2 separate regions of the Mus musculus genome follow, and region 1 is linked to region 2. Evidence: chromatin contacts called from public promoter capture Hi-C data. All regions are on one chromosome and are shown on one strand. Each heading gives the region's core, a stretch centred on a gene start, on an enhancer-like site or on the middle of the called end of the contact. The rest is flanking DNA. Distances are from core to core; before and after follow the strand shown.

The links. Promoter capture Hi-C pulls out the DNA fragments that hold promoters and counts their contacts.
Region 1: a contact with region 2 is called in a promoter capture Hi-C map of hippocampal neurons, with 2.4 times the contacts expected there. The contact joins the enhancer-like site here to the promoter of E130215H24Rik in region 2. A contact is called at or near these places in 6 of 39 promoter capture datasets (cranial neural crest, embryonic stem cells, hippocampal neurons and 2 more), 1 of 484 Hi-C or Micro-C datasets (the G1E-ER4 cell line), 1 of 115 datasets of contacts at active chromatin or transcription factors (embryonic stem cells) and 1 of 9 other capture datasets (adipose tissue).

Annotation. Positions count from the first base shown.
Region 1 is chr2:151,511,713-151,516,329 of GRCm38.p6, forward strand. No RefSeq gene overlaps it. Among named protein-coding and RNA genes, the nearest start is that of Gm52533, 4.5 kb to the right of the region's middle. Within about 2 kb of position 1,424, at least 24 of the 459 cell types and tissues checked have an H3K27ac peak or open chromatin away from gene starts, as enhancers often do. A contact at or near this core is called in hippocampal neurons, where this site is marked.
Region 2 is chr2:150,663,770-150,668,778 of GRCm38.p6, forward strand. E130215H24Rik (RIKEN cDNA E130215H24 gene) reads left to right here and starts at 3,725. Exons shown (of 2, transcript NR_040331.1): 1 at 3,725-4,188; 2 at 4,692-5,009. It overlaps Acss1 (acyl-CoA synthetase short-chain family member 1), which reads right to left and starts at 4,471. Exons shown (of 14, transcript NM_080575.2): 1 at 4,116-4,471. The coding sequence starts at 4,428.

The DNA.
Region 1 (4,617 bases), core at 174-2,673, 850 kb after region 2:
GGACGCAAGTTCTGTTTTACACTTGTTCCCTGCCCTTCGGACCTTTGACTTGCAGCAGCTTCAGGCATATCCCAGCCTGGTGAAGACATCCACCATTGAAGGCATAAAAAGGATAGTAGGGACCTTGGATAGAACCTCTTCTGCCTCCTTTACTGTACTGCTTCCTGCCCTGCCCAGAGCCAGGAGCCAATGTGATACTGTGAGCTACCAAGAAGCATCCTTAGACAGGGTCTTAGAAAACAGTGTTCTCCTGGGGTTGCAACGTCTCCGGCATATTGGTTACACCGGAACCAAAGATCTGGAAAAACAAAATTGGTCATTATAAACAGAACAAGGACAACAGAGTTTGTCCTGCATATTGAGTTGCTTGGAAGGAAGTTGGCAGCACCTCTATTTCTGCACTTCACAGGGCCCAGGTCACACTTGGCAAATGGTAGGGTGCATGGGCAAGGTTCCTGGGACCATGCTCTAATGCCCAGGCTTTCCTACATAATTCAGGCCCCTTCCACTACCTGGTTTTGCCTACATCCTCAATGATTTGCAAAGGGTCCTGGGTTTTCCCCCTGCCTGTGAAGTAAATATGGATGGCAGCTGCTTGAACTTGCCCCAGTTCTGTGCCTGGCCCACAGCCAAAGGAACTGCATAGAATGGGCTCCATGCCCAGGAAGGCTGTTTCCAGCTTCAGGCTTCTGTTCTGGAGGCTCAGGTGGAAACATCTGTCCACCCAGATGGGCTTTCATCAGATACTCTAGGGCTGTTGAACTGAGGGCAGTTCTCCACTGCATCATTGTGGATCATCCTAGCATTGCATGACAAGTAGGGGAATCACTTGAAACTAAGTAGGCTGTGCTTAGCATGCATTACAATGCCTGGACATGTCTTGATCTGTCGGAAGAGTACTTCTTATTCACCAGAGTAAAGGTAAGTTAATTATGATGCCTGTTGTGGGGGATAGGATCCCACTGTTTGCTCTGGCTGGTCTGGAAGTTACTATACCTCCATGTCAGGTTTCATGATGCCTTTTCTAACAAGTGCAGTTCAAGCTTGTTCAAAGAAACATGTTTGATCTTACTACACCAACCAACTCACAAGTAGAGTTATATACATCTCTTCCTCCTTAGAAGATGATTATGGAAGGAAGGAAGGAAGCATGCAGGCAGGGACTGAGCACATTCTTGGCTTTAGATGATACTGCCGCAGTTCCTTCCAGAGTACCACTAGCTGTTTCCTGCCATCAATACAATAGAGCATGCCCCTCTCCGCCAGACTCTTCAGGGTGACTTGGAATTTACTAAGAGCAACTGGTACAAACATAGGCCCCCTGCTGCTCCCTCTTTCTAACCTGCTCTGTTCTAACCACTAGATTCAAGACAGCTACTATCTGAGACCCTTTCTCAGGCCCAAATAAAAGGTCTTCCTTCTTACAAATGGGTGTGGCTCTGTTTTAATGGTCTGACTGTCTTCCTAGCTCCTTTCAGAGAGAGCAAGCCTGAGAAGCAGGGTAGAAAGCACATGGTCGAAGCATCTTACCTGTTCCCAGTCTGAGCCAGATCTTGCACATGATCAATCTCAGTAGCTCTGTCTCCCCCCCCTCCCCCCAATATGGTATTTTTAATAATTTGGGGATTTCACACTTGCTTCCTATCCCCATTCCTCGCAGGTCCACCCTTGATCTGCATACACCCAAATTATTCCAAGTCCAATTTGTGTTTCCCATATACTCATTGGAGCATGCTCAGACTCCCAGTGGCCACCCTTAAAGAGAACTGAGTCCTTCCCCACACGGCAGCAGCCTCTCTGGCACCTGCTGGGCCTCGTGGCTGCTCCAAGGAACCTGGTAGACCCTGTGTCAGTACCTTTATCCCTCGATGCCACCTAGGTGCTACTTGCCATTAGCTCCCTGGCCAGCTTCCTTCATCTCTCATGTGGAGTAAGCAGTAATTCCATGGATCTGCCCTTAACCAACATCATGTCTCACCCAGCAGAGGGCTCCTTTCACCACATTAACCATATGCTATGGCCTGATTCTCTAGTGCCCTGTGTGCATTTGATTGTGCCTGGAAACTCCTAAGGGACCTTGCAGGATCAGCTCCTGCCTACTACTATCAGCTCCCCGACATTCTCTGGCCTGTTTATTTGCTCCTTGCCTGATACAACATATACTGTCCATTTGTGTGTGTGTTTACTTTGGCCCTCACTAGAGCCTAACCTCTACCAAGGCAGGGTGTTTGGTATTCTTCACCCACACCTGGCTATGTTCAGCAGTAGTGGGGCAGATGAAATTGAAATGGAGTTGAGATTCTTATGTAAAGGATACACCCCCACTCACAATCTTCCCAGTAGGCTCTCAGCCAGAGAGGTAGCTTTTTAAAGAACATTGGTTACTCTAGCTTCATTCTGTGCAGATGGTTTAAAAAAAAAATGCAGACTAAAACCAGATGAACTTAGGAGGTGAGACATGCTGTGAAGAGAATGTTTCAGCACCTGGCTTACCAGTTACTGCCTACTGAGAACCTGAGGTTGTTGCCAGGACTTGAGCTACCACAAAGAATGCCAGCTACTGCCATTATTTTCACACTAACTTTGTACTTTACCTCCAATGGAAAAATGGGCAGAACTACATTTGAACCATTCACTGTTGTACTGCAAAGCCAGACTTCATGGTTGTTCTGCTGTGAAAAAGGCCCAAAGGACAGAGGTGGCAGTGATGGCAAGGGAGTATGGAGGAGTCTAGAAGAGAGCACCTGAGAGTTGGGTGGTAAAGGATGCCTGGAGATTGGTTTTTTTGAAAAAGAGGAAGCCACTGGACATGGTAGTACATGCCTTTAATCTCAGTACTCAGAGGCAGAGCAATCTATTGTGAGTTCCAAGACAGCTAGCGCTGTGTAAAGAGACCCTAGAGAGAAAGGGTGAGGGTGGGAAGTAGGCAGAGACAGCTGCAGAGAGTTAGGGTTGGGGGAAGAAACTTTCCCATAAGAGCCAGATCTAGCAGACAGGTGGTGTAGACAGGCAGATTTGGCTTTGAGTTTAGGTTCCATTTTCTGCTAGGTATGACCTTAAAGCAGTCACTTAAGCTTCTGTAGTTTTGTGTATCTCATTCAGTAGAGAAATTATCGTGGTCCCTACACTGAGGGGACTAAAGAGATCTGTGAAATGTTCGACTCTAGGAAGAACTTTCTAATGAGTATAGTTGCCATCTATTGAGCCCTTAGTGTGAGCACTTGGGCAGGCATGACCTCCTTAATTGAATACTTAGGAGGCAAGTGCTTTGATTATATTTATCCAGGGAGAAACTGTGCCTTATAAATATCAGGTACCTTATACAATAAGTAACTGTAGATGCACAGAATTGGAGAGGTGAAACCTTCTCAAGGGCTTATCTGTAATACTAACAGAACTAAGACTGAAACCAAGGATCATCATATACATTTATCCTCATGCCCTCTCTACCCTGAGCAGACCCTTCATGACTCAAGGAGAGTTCCAGCTGAACAGACTATAATGGGGTGCTTAGTGTGACCTTGTGAGACTACGAAGAAACTGGGTCCCTTAGACAAAAGAGGGTCAAGCATCCCTACAGCCCAAGGTAAGGTACTGTCCACACACAGGGCTTGCAAAGAGATTGAAAGGGTTATGTGATATTTCTCATCCCACAACAAGGCCAACTTATTGAAGAGTTTTCTTCAAAGTTGCTGAAAGGCTTTAGGTCTCCAAGGAAGGGGAACAAGATTTCCTTTCCCCTTGGCCAAGAAGTGGGGTCTCCTAGAGACAGCTAGAGAATTTGGAGGTGGTGTCAGTGATAGCTAGGCCTTTGCCTCACACAAACCTAGTATGAGAGAGATGTTGTAGGCACAGAGAGAACTCGGTGCCTAGGAAGGTCTGGACCCCAGGACTCTACAGAGCCTCCCAAGGGTACAGGATAGCCCATAGACAGCTGGCCTGGACTCTAGGGAACTAACTACTCTAGGGACTGAGAAGCCTGTGTGGAAGCCTGACCTTGGATTGAGGAATGGGGAAAAAGCAAGCAGCCAGACAGGAATTTATTTGGCCTTGTCCAAGGGCGTATAGGCACGTGCTCCCAGGACCCTGGACCAAAACCCAAAGAGCCCTCTGTTTTTGGATAGGCTTTCAGAGCACCTGGGCTTCTTATTTCTGGAAGCCATCGGGCCCTTCCTGCCTTTCACCTCTCCTGCGACCAGGACCCTGACACAGTGAACCTATACCTCTAAATGAATACATTCTTCTTTTTTCATTGTTGGATATTTTTGTTATTTTTTGTAGAGGTGTTTTTGTTTTTAATTTATTCACTTCACGGCCAACATAAACCCCCCTCTCCTCTCTCACACACAGATCTTCCTCTCATTCCTCGTCCCTTTCTCCTCTGAAAAGGGAGAGCTCCCACCCCCAACCCTCCCCCTGGGTATCAACCCCACTCCCAGCACATAAAGTCATTGCAGGACTAGTGCATTCTCTCCCACTGAGACCAGGTGAAGCAACCCAGTTAGGGGAACAGGATCCATAGGTAGGCAACAAATTCAGGGACTGCCCCTACTGTCAAGCTGCACATCTGTTACATATGTGTGTGGGGTGGAGAAGCTAAATCCGGCCCATGCTCAC
Region 2 (5,009 bases), core at 2,475-4,974:
TTAGTGGCATTCAGTGGCAGAGTACCAGCCTAGCCTCTGTGAGACTCTGGGCTCCATTCCCAAAAGAAAAAACAAAAAAACAGAAAAACAAAAAACAACCAAACAAAAACACCCAAGAAGACTCTCAATGGATAGTTAAAGTTAAAATTAGTTTATTCCAGCCAGGCATAGTGGCAATATGCCTTTAATCCCAGTACTAGGAGGTGAAGGCAGAGGCAGATGAATCTCTTTGCATTCCAGAACAGCTTGATCTACAAAGTAGATCTGAGACTTACTGCTAAACAAGCTCACGCTTTCTAGCTCTTTCTGAACTCTAGCTGGCTGGTCAACTCAGCTGTTCTAGCTCAAACTTGTCTCCAAGATGACCGATTCAATCTGGCTTCTCTTAGTTTCTAACTGAATTGCTCTCTTTGGCCTCATACTGACTTTAGCAAGTTGTTTGACTCTTCTGGCTCCTCCTCATTCTCTGGCTTGTTCTGTCTTCACCTATGTCTAGCTTGTTATCTCTCTGCAACCTGTCCCTGTACAAGTGTCCTGGTAAAACTGCCTCCCTCCCTCTCCACCCTCTCTCTCTCTGCACTGCTCTCTTAAGTAGCTTCCCCTTCTTCTCTCTTCTCATGAGAATTGGACAGATCCTATCATGTCAAATTTTTCTCCAGTTGGTCACTTTGTCTGCCACTCAATTAAATGTCACTTTCAAACATAGGTGCTTCCTTCTACAAACTAACTTTACCTTCATTGTTTGGGATTAAGAGTGTATATTCCAGCCAGAGGGATTAAAGGTGTGTGCTAAAGGCTAGGCCACACCCGGACTAGAAACAGGTATTTTTCAGTAAATAACACAATCTCAGGGTTCACAGTGTGATCAAATATCCTGCAACAGGGTCTGTTTCAGATGGGCACAATACTCAGCAGCCTCCTGAAGGACAAACCAAGGTCACTGCTTCCCCAAATGCTTCATTAATAATTAACAGCGATGAGTGGTTAGGGCTGCACTGTGCTAAGAACAGTGTCAAGAGCTTTAATCTCACCTAATCCTAGCAAGAGCCCCGGCTGCGTGTGCTGAGAACATCATCTGATGGGGCAACAACGGCAACCAAGTACCCTCCCCACCCCAGACAGCCTGCTCAGCAGGAGCCTTCATTCCTACCTGAGTCTCTTGACCCTCAGGACACAGAACCTTCCATGAACCTAGCCATTATACCATGAGATGCTTTGTGTGGTTTGCAGGACATGTTTCAGTTGAGCCCAGCCTGAAATTTCACTTATCACAACTGTACAATCCATTCTCAGGAACCTTGATGAAATAACAGAGGATGGCTATTTTTACAAACAGTTATTTAGCTCATGCATCTAGAAGTTCAAAGGCTTGTGTCTGGTAATGCTGTCTTTGATGAGTGTGCCCTAAAATGAGGCAGAGCATCACGTGGAATGAGACATCCATTATCTCTTCTGGCCACTCCCTCTTATAAAACACCAAGATCAGAACCTTTTATCTCAGCCCGGATAACCTCTCCCAATCCTAGCTACCTCCCTCATAATAGCTGACAAGGGGACTTTACTGAGGAGCTTAGGGGATGAACCATATTCTAAGCATAGCACCCACCACTCAGGCCTCAAACCAGGAGGTGAGATATCAGGGAAGGGGAGAGAGTAGACCCCCGTGGGCCCTGAGAGTCCTGACCTAAGACCTCAGGATAATAAAAGGGTCATTATCCAGCAGTACAGCTAAATTAGAGTATGGAACAATGGTAACTACAATAATATTCCAGGACACACTGCTCTCTTTAGGTCAAATATAAGGAAACATGTGAAATGCAATGAAGTAAGAATTAAGACCTCAGTGTAGCCCAAAAGACCCAGCTGAAACCACCAAACTGTGCTGTGTGTGCTGTGCCAAGCACCTGCAGGGCCTGTCAATCACAGCTGGAAGACACCCAGCCACGGGGTTTCTAAACCTAAGAGTCTAGAGTGGGCCCCCGAATTTGCATCTCTAAAAGCTTCCTGGTCCAGCAGCATTGGTCTGGACCTTTGAAAAGCATTAGCCTGAAGATCACTGGAAGGATAATAGTGCCACTCAAATTTTTGGAACAAGTTGTCATTATCACACATAAACAGATCAGGCCTAAACAGCCCAATGACTTAACAACTCTCTAAGTGGCTCCCAGAGCAGCTGCAGTCGGTCTGTTCCCTGTTCACACTGTAACCCCTGGAGGTTGCAGAAACGGGCAAAGGGCAAAGATGCTGCTGACAGATAGGAAGCCAGACATTTGGAGAAGCTGCTTTCTTGCATGTCAGTTTGGCGAAGTTCAAACTCTGTCTGGCTCACACAGCTCTAATAGTAGAAGAATAGAGGCCAGAGAATTCCTAGAAGACCACACCCAAGCCTCACCATAAGGCTGATACCACTTCTTATCAGCTACAAGCTTGGTCGTCCCAGCGGCCTTGACCTCTTAAGGGAGGAGAGGTTTCCAAAGAAGCCGCACACTTTCTGCCCCCTTCCTTCTGCAAACTGCTATACTCACTTGAAGGACACTTTCTGCAAACGCAAGAACTTCTTAACCCAAGTTGAAGAATTTGCTGACTCAAGTCTAAAGGCAACACTTATCTAGTAAAAGACTCATTTAGATTAAACTTGTCAAGTGATATAATATACGGGGGAAAAATGACTTGTCCAAAGTTTCTTTAAAGTTTTGTGCTTTAAAAAAAGAACAGGGGGCTGGCAAGATGGCTCAGTGGTTAAGAGCGCTGACTGCTCTTTCGAAGTTCCCGAGTTCAAATCCCAGCAACCACATGGTGGCTCACAACCATCCGTAATGAAATCTGATGCCCTCTTCTGGAGTATCTGAAGACAGCTACAGTGTACTTACATATAATAAATAAATAAATAAATAAATAAATAAATAAATAAATAAATAAAAACAGACCCTATAATTTCTGAATATATTAAATCAGAACTGCTACAGCTTATTGATCACCAGTAAGCCTGGACAGGTTACTGTATCCCCACCCCCAGCACTGCGGTACAGACAGCATAAGAGGTGAGTATTGCTTTCTCATTTTACAAATGGGGCGATTGAGACGCACCAAAGCTGAAGAGGTAGTGAAACTGCAGACACCAGATTCCACCTCTAACTTTGGTCCTTAAACAAAGCATCACCTGCCACCTCGTCTTAAAGACCTTCAGTTCGTCCCTTACGCATCTCTGACCCATCCAACCCTCGCTCCCATCCCACAGGAATGCAAAAGTTCCCAACCCTCTGCTGTGCACCAGAGACACAGCCTGTCTGTCCAGCCCCTCTCAGTCCAACCCCTCCTTCAGTTCTCGGCTCCTCCGTGTGTTTCCCTGCCTCCACCCTCAGCAGAATCCGGGCTCATCAGAAAACTGACAGCTAGAGTGACTGATGTGTCTCGTTTAGAGATCAAGGGGGAGGCTGGTACATAGTCCAAGCTGGCTTTGAGTTCAGCTCCTCTTGACTCAGACTCCGGAGAGCTGAAGTTACACCTGCCTTTGACACTGTAGACGTTTGTTTTTGGGGTGCAGTTCTTAGACCGAGAACTTCCTGCCCACATACCCCAACCGGAGGAGATAAGCAGTTCCCTCCCAGGGGCTGACACTTTCTTCTTCCTGCACCCACCAAGCTCTGTTTACACTGCAAGGTTTGTCCTCAGGGGAGCCTCGAGCCCTAGCACCTGCAGTTGCCGATAGCAACCTATGTACTTTGCGTTTACCCTGCTGATCTGGGGGCCCTGAGTCAGAAAAGCCTGGACTCTTGGAGCATGGGCTCTCTCCATCTAGGCCTATCTGGGGTCCTAAGCTTTGTGTCTGAAGACAAAGCCCCCTAGAATCTGTGTTAGGGTAGAACACTCTGAGGTTAAACCGGGTATCCCCAGTTTCCCGCTAGAGACAGCGCTGCAGACTTGGGAGGGTAACTGCTGCTTCGCCAGCTGCAGTCTCTAGATCCGGTGGAATACAGAACAAAGTGACGTGACCCAAGGATTAGGGTGGGTGGTGAAGCATTCTGGAGAAAAGAGCCAAGGCCTGGGGGCAGCTGCTACTGACTGGAGCCTCCCGAGTCTCGGCGAAAATGAGCTGGACCCAGCAAGGCACTCACCAGACACATTCAACTGGCCTCCCAGGAACCAGCCGATCTTGCCCGTCCTGAAGTCACAGTCCCAGACAGTATGGTAAGGAGTGTCCCAAACTAGTGTGTCACGGGCCAGCGGCCCCCAGAAGGCGGCCGGCTCCTGGGCTGCCTGAGCGCTCAACGCGGGGTACGAGCCTGGTTGCGCTGCTGCAGGAACGCAGCCCGGGAGTCGGGTGGCGGTCGAGCGGGACACGCTCAGTGACCACCCCGATTGTCCAGAGCGCCCTTGCAGGCCACGCAGCAGTCGCCCCACACCGCTGCCGAGGCTGCGCGCCGCCATCTCGCCCGACGCCCCACGCGGGTGCGGTAGCCTGAGCGCCCCTAAGAGTCTCCACGGCCCCGCCCCGGCTCCGCCCCCGCGGCCACCACCCACTACTTCTCTCCCGGAGAAGCAGCTTCCTTGAGCCTGCCCCTTCCCACCTCTTCCCTCCTGGACAGGGACTCCGGGAGGTGGGTAGAACTAGGTTTTGTTGTGCGCCCAGTCCGGGGCTAGCCCGCGCTCTCGGCTTCAGTTTCCTGGGTTTCTGCGATCTCTTTTTACAGACCAAATAACTTTCTGGCTGGCGACAGAAGCTGCAAGTACACGGTTGGCCCAGCCTCCGGACCTGGGACACAGGCAGCGCTCTGAGATAAGATTGGGAACGCGTCTAAGTGGTCATAAGAGCGAAGCAGCTCACAGATGGTGTGGATGAACCGTCAGTTGGTTCAGCATACCATAGATTGAAGTCAAAGCTTTCCTCCTTAGGAGACCTTCTGAGAGTAAAGCCCTCTCCCAATGGTGTGGGCCTGTACAACCATGCCACACACACATAAATCACCCGCAGCGGGCTAAAGGGCTGATGAGCAACCCTGGGGGCCTTC